3 separate regions of the Mus musculus genome follow, and all the other regions are linked to region 3. The links are chromatin contacts, called in public Hi-C and HiChIP or PLAC-seq maps. All regions are on one chromosome and are shown on one strand. The core of a region is the stretch at or near the end of the contact, and the rest is flanking DNA. Distances in the headings are between cores, read along the strand shown.

Region 1 (3,529 bases), core at 756-3,255, 300 kb after region 3:
GTACCTGAGACCTTGTCCTCCACCATGCCTGGTACACAGAAGTGCTCAGTGAATATGCCACCGGCCTTTAGGGCGACCATGCTGGGTGAGGGCTCATGCTCACAGCCCTGATTAATAGATGAAGTGGTGTTGTTCTGATTTCAATTAGAGGTTCGCAACCATCCTAATGCTGTGACCCTTTAATACAGTTCCTCGTGTTGTGGTGACACCCCCCCACTGTAAAATTATTTTTGTTGCTACTTCATAACTGTTTTTAAGTTACCACCATTTGTTTGTTTGTTTATTGCTTCTGTTATGAATCATAACATAAATATTGGTGTATTCTGATGGTCTTAGGCAACTCCTGTGAAAGGATCATTTGACACCTCCGAAGGGGTCATAGTCCACAGGTTCATGATCCTCTCCTGTCTCGCCACCATTTTAAAAATAGTAACTGCATCAGTAATTGGTCTGTAGTATGGACTCCGAGGGGAGAAATTGGAAGAAAGTAGATAAAAATAACACGTGGGTTTTCAGCTTCTCCCTCACCTTCTTGCACTAAGCCTGGGGTAGAAGTGGGATTTCGAGGTCATAGTGTTCCCTGGATGAGTTTTTCCAATTCTTTGGAAGAACATCCAGTCCCACTGTCTTTGGGGGACAGTGTCCAAGACTTGAAGAATCTAAAGCATGAATACACTTTTAGTATCTTCCACCATTGGTTTCTATTTTCATGCTACCTACAATCTAAGAAATGTAAGGAGATCTTAATATCTAAAAAAGAGAAATTATTACATTGTGTGTGTGTGTGTGTGTGTGTGTGTGTGTGTGTGTACATGAACGTGTGTTGAGTGCTTTGGGAGTTAGTTTCTCTTCTTTCTTCCACCATGTGGGTCCCAGGCAATGAATTCAGGTTTTCAGGCTCAGCAGCAAAGCACCTTTTCCAGTTGAGCCGTCTCATAGGCCAGCCCATGAAATTTTAAAACACAGTTAAAATAAATGTCAAGACAGTGAAAATGAGACCCCTTTCTCTAGCTGCTGCACCTAGCTTCAGAAAGTAGGAAATGCTTTTGAAGGGGAAAAATCCAGGCTTTTTTTTTGTATGTCTCTGCATCTCTGACACTGTGTGCTTCAGTCTTGTTCAGTCATTAAGGATGTGTGCTGGTCCCTGTGTTTTTGCAGCTAGCTAGCATTTGTGGAAAGCGGCTGAGGAGGCAAGCAAGCCTGGTGGAAAAGGATGTTCAGACCCAAAGTGAAAGGTCCACCCTGAACAAAGAGAAAGAAACTGAGATGTAGGATCCGCAAAACGGGGTTGGGGCCGGGGCTGCTCCAGGTTGACCCCTTTCTCAAGCCTTACATATCATATTTTTGGACATCTAAGATATCTCCACTAGTAATTTTACTGACATTTCTAGGTGGGTTTTTTTTTTTTTTTAAATCTTCTTAACTAGAACACTTCTAACTCTGGAGCTAACCAGTATCTGGGCAACCCTGGCATGCATGCCCCGGAAACCGGCACTTTTGCCAACTATATGTTTGGTTCGGATCTTGCATATGGCGTGCACAGCATGCTCACCACGGAGCTGGAGGACAGAGGCTGGGCACTCCCGCCTGCTTTGGGAGAGTCTGGTTAGCTGCAGAACTGTTTTCACTCCAAGACATCTCAATCAGCAAGGCCTCCAACAACTTTTATTCTTTTCTTTTTCTTTAGCACTGTCCTCTCATTGCTTGTGTTGGAGGGATCAGAACTGTGAGGGAGTCTTTCATCCTGTCCAGGGAGTTGGTGGGGAGCTGAACCAGGACGACAGGATTTGGAACCTGAGAGGGCGTCTTTTTGTCTGCAGTGGCCTATCGCCACTCAAATCCAGTGTGTAGGTTAATAAGGCTTAAACTTTAAAGGAAGGTTGAACATCTGATTGACAAGCTGGAGAATACGAGTCCAGGGGGGAAGTTCTGGGCTTGGAAACTTCCCCATTTCCTGAGATGTGGTTGAATTTTAAAGAGCCCTTGTCTTAAGCAGGGGCAAACACCTCGAGAGGTTGGCCTGCATGGAAATGCCCAAGTATCTCTGCTCAGTCAGTTTCTAGAGGCCCCAAGACTGACAGCTGTTTAATCAATAGCTATTGTCTATTGTCCTTAAATCAAAGAGTGGTTAGAAAGCCCCATCTAAGCCAGAATTATCAGCTGTAAATACGGTCTTCTGATTCAAGGTGGTTGAAATGACTTGTAATGACACTACACTTGGAGGGTTAAAGAACACTTTTTTTCTTTGTGGTGAGCAGTGCATGAATGCATGCTGCCTTTAGAACTGACAATGCCTCAAATAAGGCTGTGTTGTTCCCTTTTTTATCTCCTACTAGGTCTAAAATAATATCTATACTATATACCTGGAGATGTTTCAAGCTTCAGGACTTGCTTCTGAGTGTCCCAAACAACACAAAGACAAACGTGAGACTTCCATCCAGGCATTCTGTGAGCATGTGCACAGAACCATGAGCCCTGGTAGCCTAAGACTGACTCTCACTGCAGGCTGCAGAGTTCCCTTTTGATCGAAGAGAGGTCCGTAGTCATACTGAATAGGTCAGGTGAACTTGGTTAAACACTGAACTCCCTAAACAAGGTTTTAATATAATTGGTTCTCATGTATCTATGAAAGTGTAGTTAGTATCTCTCTGTCTCTTTCTGTGTTTTTCTTTTCACTCCTACCATCCTAAAAGTAGTAATCTGTGACTCAAGTTTTCTTTTTAAATTTTATGCTAGAAATATTTAATATTATTTAAACATTATTGTGTCTGATAGGAACTATTATTTACATATGTGATTATGTGTGGTTGGCCATTTTCCAATTGGGAATATTTAAAATATTTGCTGTGTTTCCAATTATGGCTGAAATTCACTAAGTTGTATCATCCACATAATTTTCAGCAATAGAAAACTGGGGAAGAACATAAGGACCCTTGCCACCTGCTATTCTATAAGTTCCCACAAAGGGCAGTGTTTGTTCAGTTCATCAGAACTTTATTTTGCTTTACCATCACTGAGTGATGTTGTGGGTTTGGACACACATGTGCCTGGTACGTGTGGAAGGCCACCTTCACAGAGTTGGTTCTCTCCTTCCATCTTTGTGTGAGTTCCAGGATTTAACTCGATCATCAGGCTTGAGCCATCTCATGGGTGCAAGTCATCAGGACGTTAGTGTAGCAGCTACCCCTGACTCGGCCAGCCTTAGAGGCCATCAGATTTTTGGAACTTCAGTGCCTTTGTGTATGTAGCAAAATGATGCCACACAGTAAATTGAATTCATATTTCTTTTTCCTTCCTTCCTTCCTTCCTTCCTTCCTTCCTTCCTTCCTTCCTTCCTTCCTTCCTTCCTTCCATCCTTTCTTTCCTCTTTATTTTATTTTATTTTATTTATTCTTCTCTCATACATTACATCCAGACCAAAGTTACCCCTCTCTTCACTCCTCACAATTCTCTCTTCATGTCCCTTCTGGACAATGCATCCCAGTAGTAGAGAAAGGGCCTCAGGAGCAGATAAAAGAGACAGAGACAC
Region 2 (3,466 bases), core at 242-2,741, 310 kb before region 3:
ATACATTATTACTATGCATAATAGAACAGCAAATATACTTCTAAGAGCTTTGTGTCAGGTCCCAACGACCCTGGAACAAAAGGCTAACTGTGGTGTCGCATATCATAGCTCACAATGGCCTCTCAGCTCACTCAGCACCTGTGTTTCCTCTCTGCTCTTCTCACCCTGCCCCCCTCCTACCCTAAACCTCTCCAACCCAGGGGCTTCCCTTCCCTCCCCCAGCTTCTAAATCAACCCCTGCCGTTTTAGCTATGTGCTCTGCCATTTTAGCCATGTGCTCTCCTGGTTCTTCTTCCTCTCTTGGCTTGCTTGGTTCTCTTGGTCTTTCTTGCCTTCTTGGTGTTCTTGGTTCTCTAGATCCCTTCTTGCCCTTCTCTCTTCTCTTCCTCTCTCACTGTCCCTCCCTCTCTCCTCTCATGGCCAAGTCTATTCTGCTGGCCACCTTCATGCCACCATTTTTTCTACTCTGGACTTTTCTAGATGCTTCTGACTGTATTCTCTACCATATCCACAACAAAACCCTTCTTCTTAACTATACCTTGGAGCAGGCATGCCCTATTTCCATCCACTTTATGTATTTTACTTAATACTCACCACGAGCTTATCACATATCTATCCATCATGATATATCCATTCATGTTAATATTTATCATCTATTTTATAGATGAATGAACTGGAGCGCAGAGAAGTTCTACGATTTTAGGATCGCACAGCTAGCCTGTAGCAGGGCTAGAATTCAAACCCATGATATCTGTCTCTCAAGTTTGTGCTTCTAGCCCTAAGTTGCCTAAAGGTTTCCTGTTTCTCCCCAATTTCTGGACAGGCTACAGAGAGCACAGAATGGTCCTTAGAGTTAGGTAGATCCCCGATTGCCATTGTCTGTGGCATTACATAATCTATTAACATTCCCGAATCTTAGTTGTTTATCTGATGACTCCAACACACCCCTTACATAGTATGGAGATGAGCCATAATCCCTTTACTGATCCAGCTCTCTAAAGGGAGGGGGTACTTAAAATAATTTGCCTGTCACGCCTGAAATGTCAGAGCTACATTAAACATGGTTGAATGAAAGGAACATATACCACTAATTTTTCCAATAAAAATATTTAACAGGTCCTGTGGGTTACGAACACTCGCTAGTCTTGGTTGGCTGGGCAATGAATTCAATGTATTCTTAAGTCATTCCCAAACTGCTTGGCTCTGCTCATCCTTGTGAGATTGAAGTCAGAGGGCCCAGTTTTACTATCAGGACAGCCTGATCCATTGTTTGAGATCTCAGTATCACACGACTTCCTCTGGGTACATCGTAACTCTGAAGATGGATATCAATAACAGGGCTTGGCTATTAGGGAAAGCAAAGTCTACAGGCCCTGAGTGAACCACCCGGAGGGTCTTTTCGTCCTCGGAACCTTTCTCCTGGGTCTGTATCCTCGTCCGGAATCGGAACACCGAAGAGCTCGAGCCGGAAGCGCGCGCCGCCGCGGCCCCGGCGTGTCTGGAAGGAGGGAATCGCCCGGGCCCGCAGCGGAGGAGTGCGGGAAGATGGCGGCCTTCTCCGGTTCGTTGTGGGAAGCTAAAGGGTTACGAACGAGTCGCCTCGACCCACAGGGAGCGGGTGGAGTGTGCTGCTGTGGCAGTGGGGTCGGTGGGATGGTGGGAGAGCTGTCTCCGCCTGGGGCCCTGCGCGGTGGGGCAGGGACGGTGGGTTCAGGCCGGGCTTTTCCCCGCCGGCAGCGCCCGGGAGTCTTTGCTAAGCGGCTTCTCCTTCCTCCCTTCTGCCTTCGGCTTTCCCGCCGAGCACTCACCTGTCGCGTCCCGTGGCGTCTGCGCTCGCCTGGTCCAGTTTTCTGCCTCTCTGACGTGGCGGTGACTGTTGGGAACCCTTTTCTGTCTCGGGTCCTGGCCAGGATGAGCAGCCGCTGAGCGTGGGGGAAGGGGACATTTGGGGCAAAGATGATGTTGTCCTGCTTGGATTTATCCCCCTAGGTCTTTACAAAATAAATAAATAAATACATGAATACATAAAGCTGCTGATAGTAAAAATGATCGGCATTCGGGAAGCTGGACACTTCGAGAGTTAGCATTGAATGGCAAAGCTAAAGAAAAATATTTTTTTCCTCACGGACTAAATATAATTTTTGAGAATTAGTTACTTGCTTTGTGATACCAAACAGGATTTGGGATGGGGTACTGAACCCACCAGTTAATATTTCTTGTTTTCTCTATTAACCTCTTACCACCCACACACAATTTGGAAAGTTCCAACCAGCCTTGAATATACTAAATATCGTCTTTCCTTCTCAATACATACATATGTGCATATGTACATAAATATATACATATATATGTACACATACACATATGTAAATGAACAGATAAAATTAAATGTACTATCTTTTTGTGTTATTAACCTATTTAAACGACATTATACTATTGTTGGCTGTTTCCTTTTTCTCCTGTAAGAATATCAGGAATTCCAAATCTCAGGCTTCAGGGGAAAGCATTTCTTTTAAAGTCACTTCTGAGAGGAATTCTGTCACTTAACACAATTTTTAGCCCCGAGATCTGTCAGGGGGTTGTAGGTCATTGTTTTATAGGCACACATTTTTGGGAGAAATGCACAAATTTAAGGACAAGACAATATTCTGATATGAACAAAAGTAGAAGAATTTGAATATGTATCTGTTTCTCCTTAAAGAGTTTAACTGTTAAACTGTGAAAGACAAGTTTTCTGTAGAAAATAGACCTAGCAAATGACCAGGATCCTGTAAGATACAGCCTAAAATTTGCCAAGCAATTCGTGGTTGCTGTTTGTGACAGTCTTGCACGCACCTTGCAATATTCTGTGTGTAGCATATTTTAGACCATCACTTTCTTTTTTTTTTTTTTTTTTCTACATTGCTATTTATATCTCCATGTCAGGGGAACAGGGGTCTTTCCAAGCAGAGGTCAAGTCAGCTTGCTAGAGTTGGTCCTCTCCCACCTTGTGGGACCAGGGACTTGGGTCTTCAGGCTTGGTGGCAAGTGCCACTGAGCCTGGCCCATTGCCCCCCTTTTCCCAGTAGTTTTCATTCTAGGAGACAGAATGTAACTAGACTCTTAACTGGCATAGTTGTTAGGCAAGTCAATCTTGTTGTTCATCTTTATGGCTCAATTAGTTTGTCTGAGCAAGGGAAGGTTTAGCATCTACCTATAACTGATTTCACTTGAATGATAAAATGGCAGAACACTCAGGAACTGCCTACGCTATCCATTTATGACCGACCTTTATGCAAAATCATTTAAAATAAACAGTGTGGCCATGCCTTTAATCCCAGGCCTCGGGAGGCAAAGGAAGGCAGATCTCTGAGTTTGAGCCCAGCCTGGTCTACAGAGTGAATTCCAGGACAGCCAGGGGAAATCCTGTCTCAAACCAAAAAAGAAAGAAAAGAAAAGAGAAGAGAAGAAAAAAGGGGAAAGGGAA
Region 3 (3,675 bases), core at 798-3,297:
GACCTGTAGTCCCAGAGTTTGGGTAATGGCAAGAGGATCAATTCAAGGTCATCCTCCTCAATAAAAATAGAGTTCAAGGTCATCTTGGACTATATGAGACCTCGGCTCAAAAAACAAACAGAAACACCTCTCCTCCCCCCCCCCCCAAAGCAACAACAAAAAGAAAAGGTTCTGGGAGCCACACCTATCTCTCCCCCACTGTGCCACTAATAAACAAAACTAACCTGCCAGATCTGGCTGTCTAAAAGGGTTCCTTTCAATGGAGCCTACCTCCAGCGGCATCCAGGAACACTTACCATACAGCCCCTGCTGTGTATGTATAATTACAATCTGAGGCAAAGTTTTCAGAGAGCCAGCATCTTGAGGGAGAATTCAGCGGGAGGTCTCGGTTTGGAAGAGGCCAGGGGTGTGAAAATGAGGGTGTTAAAGGCTTTTGCAAAGGTAATGGGTTTTACATATGTGAGCCCAATAAGAAAGGCCTTGGAAGGGTGGCTCACCCTCATTCACGGCTACTTCCTAGAACCTGCCGCAGTCCCCAGAATTATGTAGGCATTCGGGGACAGATGGGAAGACTTTCACACATGCTAATACACATTTTGACCTTGACTCTCTAGGCATTCTCTTCTTCCTCGCTGGAGGTGAATGAGGGGTGTCATTTTCAATTTAGAGGGAAATGGAGACGCTTCCCCACAAACAAGCTTAAGGGTTTAAGGATAAATCCCACCCTACTGAGAATGTGTGTTGAAAAAGGGCTTCACCCAGGGACCCAGGTTACTCCTGGAAAGTTTTGTGGGGCAAGAGCATTTATTTTTAGCCCCACATTTAGGAAACAAACCTTTTAGCATGCTTGCCTAGACAGAAGTGAGACGCTGTGGGATGGGGAGGGAGGGAAATGTGCCCACGGCTGTGAGGAAAGAATACACGCACCCTGCTCTAGTCTAAATAAGATGTCGCGCTCTCTCTGTTCACGCCAGCTCGTAAGTGAGGCAAATGGGACACAAAGAGGCCAAATTAATGATGGCTTTCCTTGATGTCACCATCCGTAGGAACTCGAGGTATACAGAGCAGTCAGTGATTTGGGCAAGGAAAGCAGCGGTCCGTAATTCAACCCTGGCTTCGGAAAGGCTTTTGTTGGGAACGGTGGGCGCGACTTCAGGGGACGTCCCTCCACGCGTTTCACAATCCCTTCCGCGGTAGCAAGGATTCGCTAATTGTCTCGCGGGGGTGGCCCCACTCGGGCTCCGAGGCTGGGCGGTGCGGCTCCGCTTTCTGCTTGGTCTCCGCGAGGTGTCGCCTTCGGCCGAAGAAAGCGGTAAGGCGCCACCCTCGTAGCCCGCACTTATTTATTTTCAAACAAGGGGGGCGCCCCTTCCTTTCAATTTGAAACTAGAAACCTCCTGCGGTCTGTTTCTACGTGGGCGCGTCCTCGGCCTCCCATTTTGCACTCCTGTGTCGCCTTCCTTCGAGATCACACACGAACAGCCCCTCGACCAGGCCTTGTTCCACTTTAGCCTGGAGCTCATCTTTCACACAAACATACACTCGCGCGCAGTCCACGCAGGGACTGGGCTAGAAACCTCTTTTCCCATTCCCAGAACACACCCAGCGACCTTTAAAAAAAAAAAAACACGGAGTGCAGCGGGTGCAAGCCAGGGGGTCCAAAAGGGAGGGGGAAGCACTCCTCGGGTTTCCCAGCTTTGCTGCTTGCAGTCTGAAAAACGAGAGGGGGGAGGGGGAGAGAGGGAGGGACGGAGGGGGAGAGGAGAGGAGGGGAGGAGGGGGAGAGGAGAAGAGGGGAGGAGGGAAGGGAGAGAGAGAGAGAGAGAGAGAGAGAGTCGGAAAAAAAGAGAAAAGCAAATGGCTTTTGGCGCGAAAGGCTTTGGCGCCTCCCCTGATTTTTATGGAAATCAAGAGGGCGGGGAAAAGCCTCTTGCCTCTGCCTTTCTCCCTCCCCCTCGTCTGCGCCACAGCCCCCTTCTCTCCCCGCCCCCCGGGTGTGTCAGATTTTTTCAGTTAATAATATCCCCCGAGCTTCAAAGCGCAGCCAGTGACAGTCATCTGTCTGGACGCGCTGGGTGGATGCGGGGGGCTCCTGGGAACTGGGTTGGAGCCGAACGAGCGCTAGCCAGGCGTAAGCGCGCACACACTGCAGCCGCCGGAGGACAACCCCCTCCCGCCGCCGCTCCCTCAGCCCACCCGGAGACCCCAGCCCCGAGTCGCCTCCGGATCCCCGGCAGTCTGCGGGAGGTAAGAAGCGGTACTTGCGAAGCTTCGAGCGCCCGGGGAACGGCGGAGCGCTGCGGCTAGGCAAGCCCCTGGACGCGGCTCCGCACCCTGCACCCAAATATGCCGGGCTTTTCTGGGGGAGGGGGTAAGGGGGCAACACACCGCGTCTGCTTCCGAAACAAAACCATCTGGGTTTTTTGTTTTTTTTTTTTTCCTGAAAAGCCTATTCAGCACCCGAAGGCACCCTGGCTGGAAGAGACCCGCCCTAATCCCTTTTACAGCCCTGGCCCAGGCAGAGAAATAGCTTTAGCGAAAAGAAATTCGCCCGGCTCCACAAGATTTGTCTGAGTGTGAGGTGACTGGGAACCGGTGCGTCCCCACCCCAAGCTGGGGTTCTCCAAAAGGTGCCGCGGGGAAAGAAGGAAAAGGGGTTAGGCGAAGCTAGGTGCCTGAGTGATAATGTAGGTCACGGCTGCTCCGGCTTAGGAGACGCGATTCTCGCCGGCGACCCTGCACCATTCCTAGGGATGGGGTTCAGCCTTTCCCCCCGCCTGTTGAAGAGGTTGAGGTCTCTGAAGGAAGGGGAATGGAAAGGGTATAGGTATAGGCAGCGATGAGTACCAAGGGTATCTGCCAAGATTGAGGCTCTAGGTCTAGGTGGAGAGGGTTGTATGTAATTGCCTGTTGTTGGTCTGACTGGAGAAAGGCCCTTAATAATTAATAAAGTTTCCTGAACCCCGTTAGCGTTTGCGCTCCCGTGATCGCATTTCTGCAAAAGGGGAATGAAAGGTACTTCAATCCCATGCCTGGTAGCTGGGCTAGAGAGCAAGGACTTCCTTTAAGCAACTAGTGCAAGTGGGGTAGTCGCGCTAGTAAGAGCTGAGATCTGCAGCTTGAACAGCCCCCCTCCCCCAGGCAGTGCCTTGTGTGAATGAAACGGCAGTTTCCAAAGTTGCAGAGAGCCACACCACCCCCTGCATCTGCAAGCCCCCTCCCACTCCCAGTCTTAGACAGCTTGTACACAAAAGGAGGGAGTAGGGGAGACGCTCAACTTTCTCCCACCTTCCAGAGCTGTGGGGAGCTTGCAGAAGAGATTGGGGGCTCCCACTGCCTGTCCCCACCAACCCACCCCTTTGGCTCATTCTCTCTTGGTTTGCCTATTGGTTGTAGAGTTGGAGGTTGGCGCGACTCTGCTGCTCTCCACGGGAAGGAAGCACTCCCCCATATTAAAAAGAGCGGAGATATTAAAAGAGAGGCGAACCCATGCCCAGCTGCACCGCGTCCACCATGCCGGGGATGATCTGCAAGAACCCAGACCTCGAGTTTGACTCACTGCAGCCCTGCTTCTACCCGGACGAAGATGACTTCTACTTCGGCGGTCCCGACTCGACCCCACCGGGGGAGGACATCTGGAAGAAGTTTGAGCTGCTGCCCACGCCCCCGTTGTCG

What was found. Hi-C and Micro-C count contacts between places; a contact is called where the count stands out from the background. HiChIP or PLAC-seq counts read pairs in DNA pulled down with a chosen protein or histone mark.
Region 1: an H3K27ac HiChIP or PLAC-seq map of extraembryonic endoderm stem cells shows a contact between it and region 3. The contact joins the enhancer-like site here to the promoter of Mycn in region 3. A contact is called at or near these places in 11 of 39 promoter capture datasets (the C10 cell line, the HPC-7 cell line, Sertoli cells and 8 more), 3 of 15 datasets of contacts at CTCF or cohesin (the NIH/3T3 cell line, embryonic stem cells and large pre-B cells), 8 of 484 Hi-C or Micro-C datasets (Sertoli cells, bone marrow-derived macrophages, embryonic stem cells and 4 more), 27 of 115 datasets of contacts at active chromatin or transcription factors (the 230-238 cell line, cardiomyocytes, craniofacial prominence and 15 more) and 2 of 9 other capture datasets (adipose tissue and pancreatic islet).
Region 2: a Hi-C map of embryonic stem cells shows a contact between it and region 3, with 2.8 times the contacts expected there. The contact joins the promoter of Ddx1 here to the promoter of Mycn in region 3. A contact is called at or near these places in 2 of 39 promoter capture datasets (cranial neural crest and neural stem cells), 1 of 484 Hi-C or Micro-C datasets (embryonic stem cells), 5 of 115 datasets of contacts at active chromatin or transcription factors (embryonic limb bud, embryonic stem cells, extraembryonic endoderm stem cells and 2 more) and 2 of 9 other capture datasets (adipose tissue and liver).

What each region holds. Positions count from the first base shown.
Region 1 is chr12:12,641,782-12,645,310 of GRCm38.p6, reverse strand. No RefSeq gene overlaps it. Among named protein-coding and RNA genes, the nearest start is that of Gm34637, 26 kb to the left of the region's middle. Within about 2 kb of position 2,005, at least 12 of the 459 cell types and tissues checked have an H3K27ac peak or open chromatin away from gene starts, as enhancers often do. A contact at or near this core is called in the HPC-7 cell line and extraembryonic endoderm stem cells, where this site is marked.
Region 2 is chr12:13,247,199-13,250,664 of GRCm38.p6, reverse strand. It overlaps Ddx1 (DEAD box helicase 1), which reads left to right and starts at 1,491. Exons shown (of 26, transcript NM_134040.1): 1 at 1,491-1,561. The coding sequence starts at 1,546.
Region 3 is chr12:12,940,208-12,943,882 of GRCm38.p6, reverse strand. Mycn (v-myc avian myelocytomatosis viral related oncogene, neuroblastoma derived) reads left to right here and starts at 2,047. Exons shown (of 3, transcript NM_008709.3): 1 at 2,047-2,247; 2 at 3,397-3,675. The coding sequence starts at 3,490. RefSeq lists an enhancer at 1,248-1,276.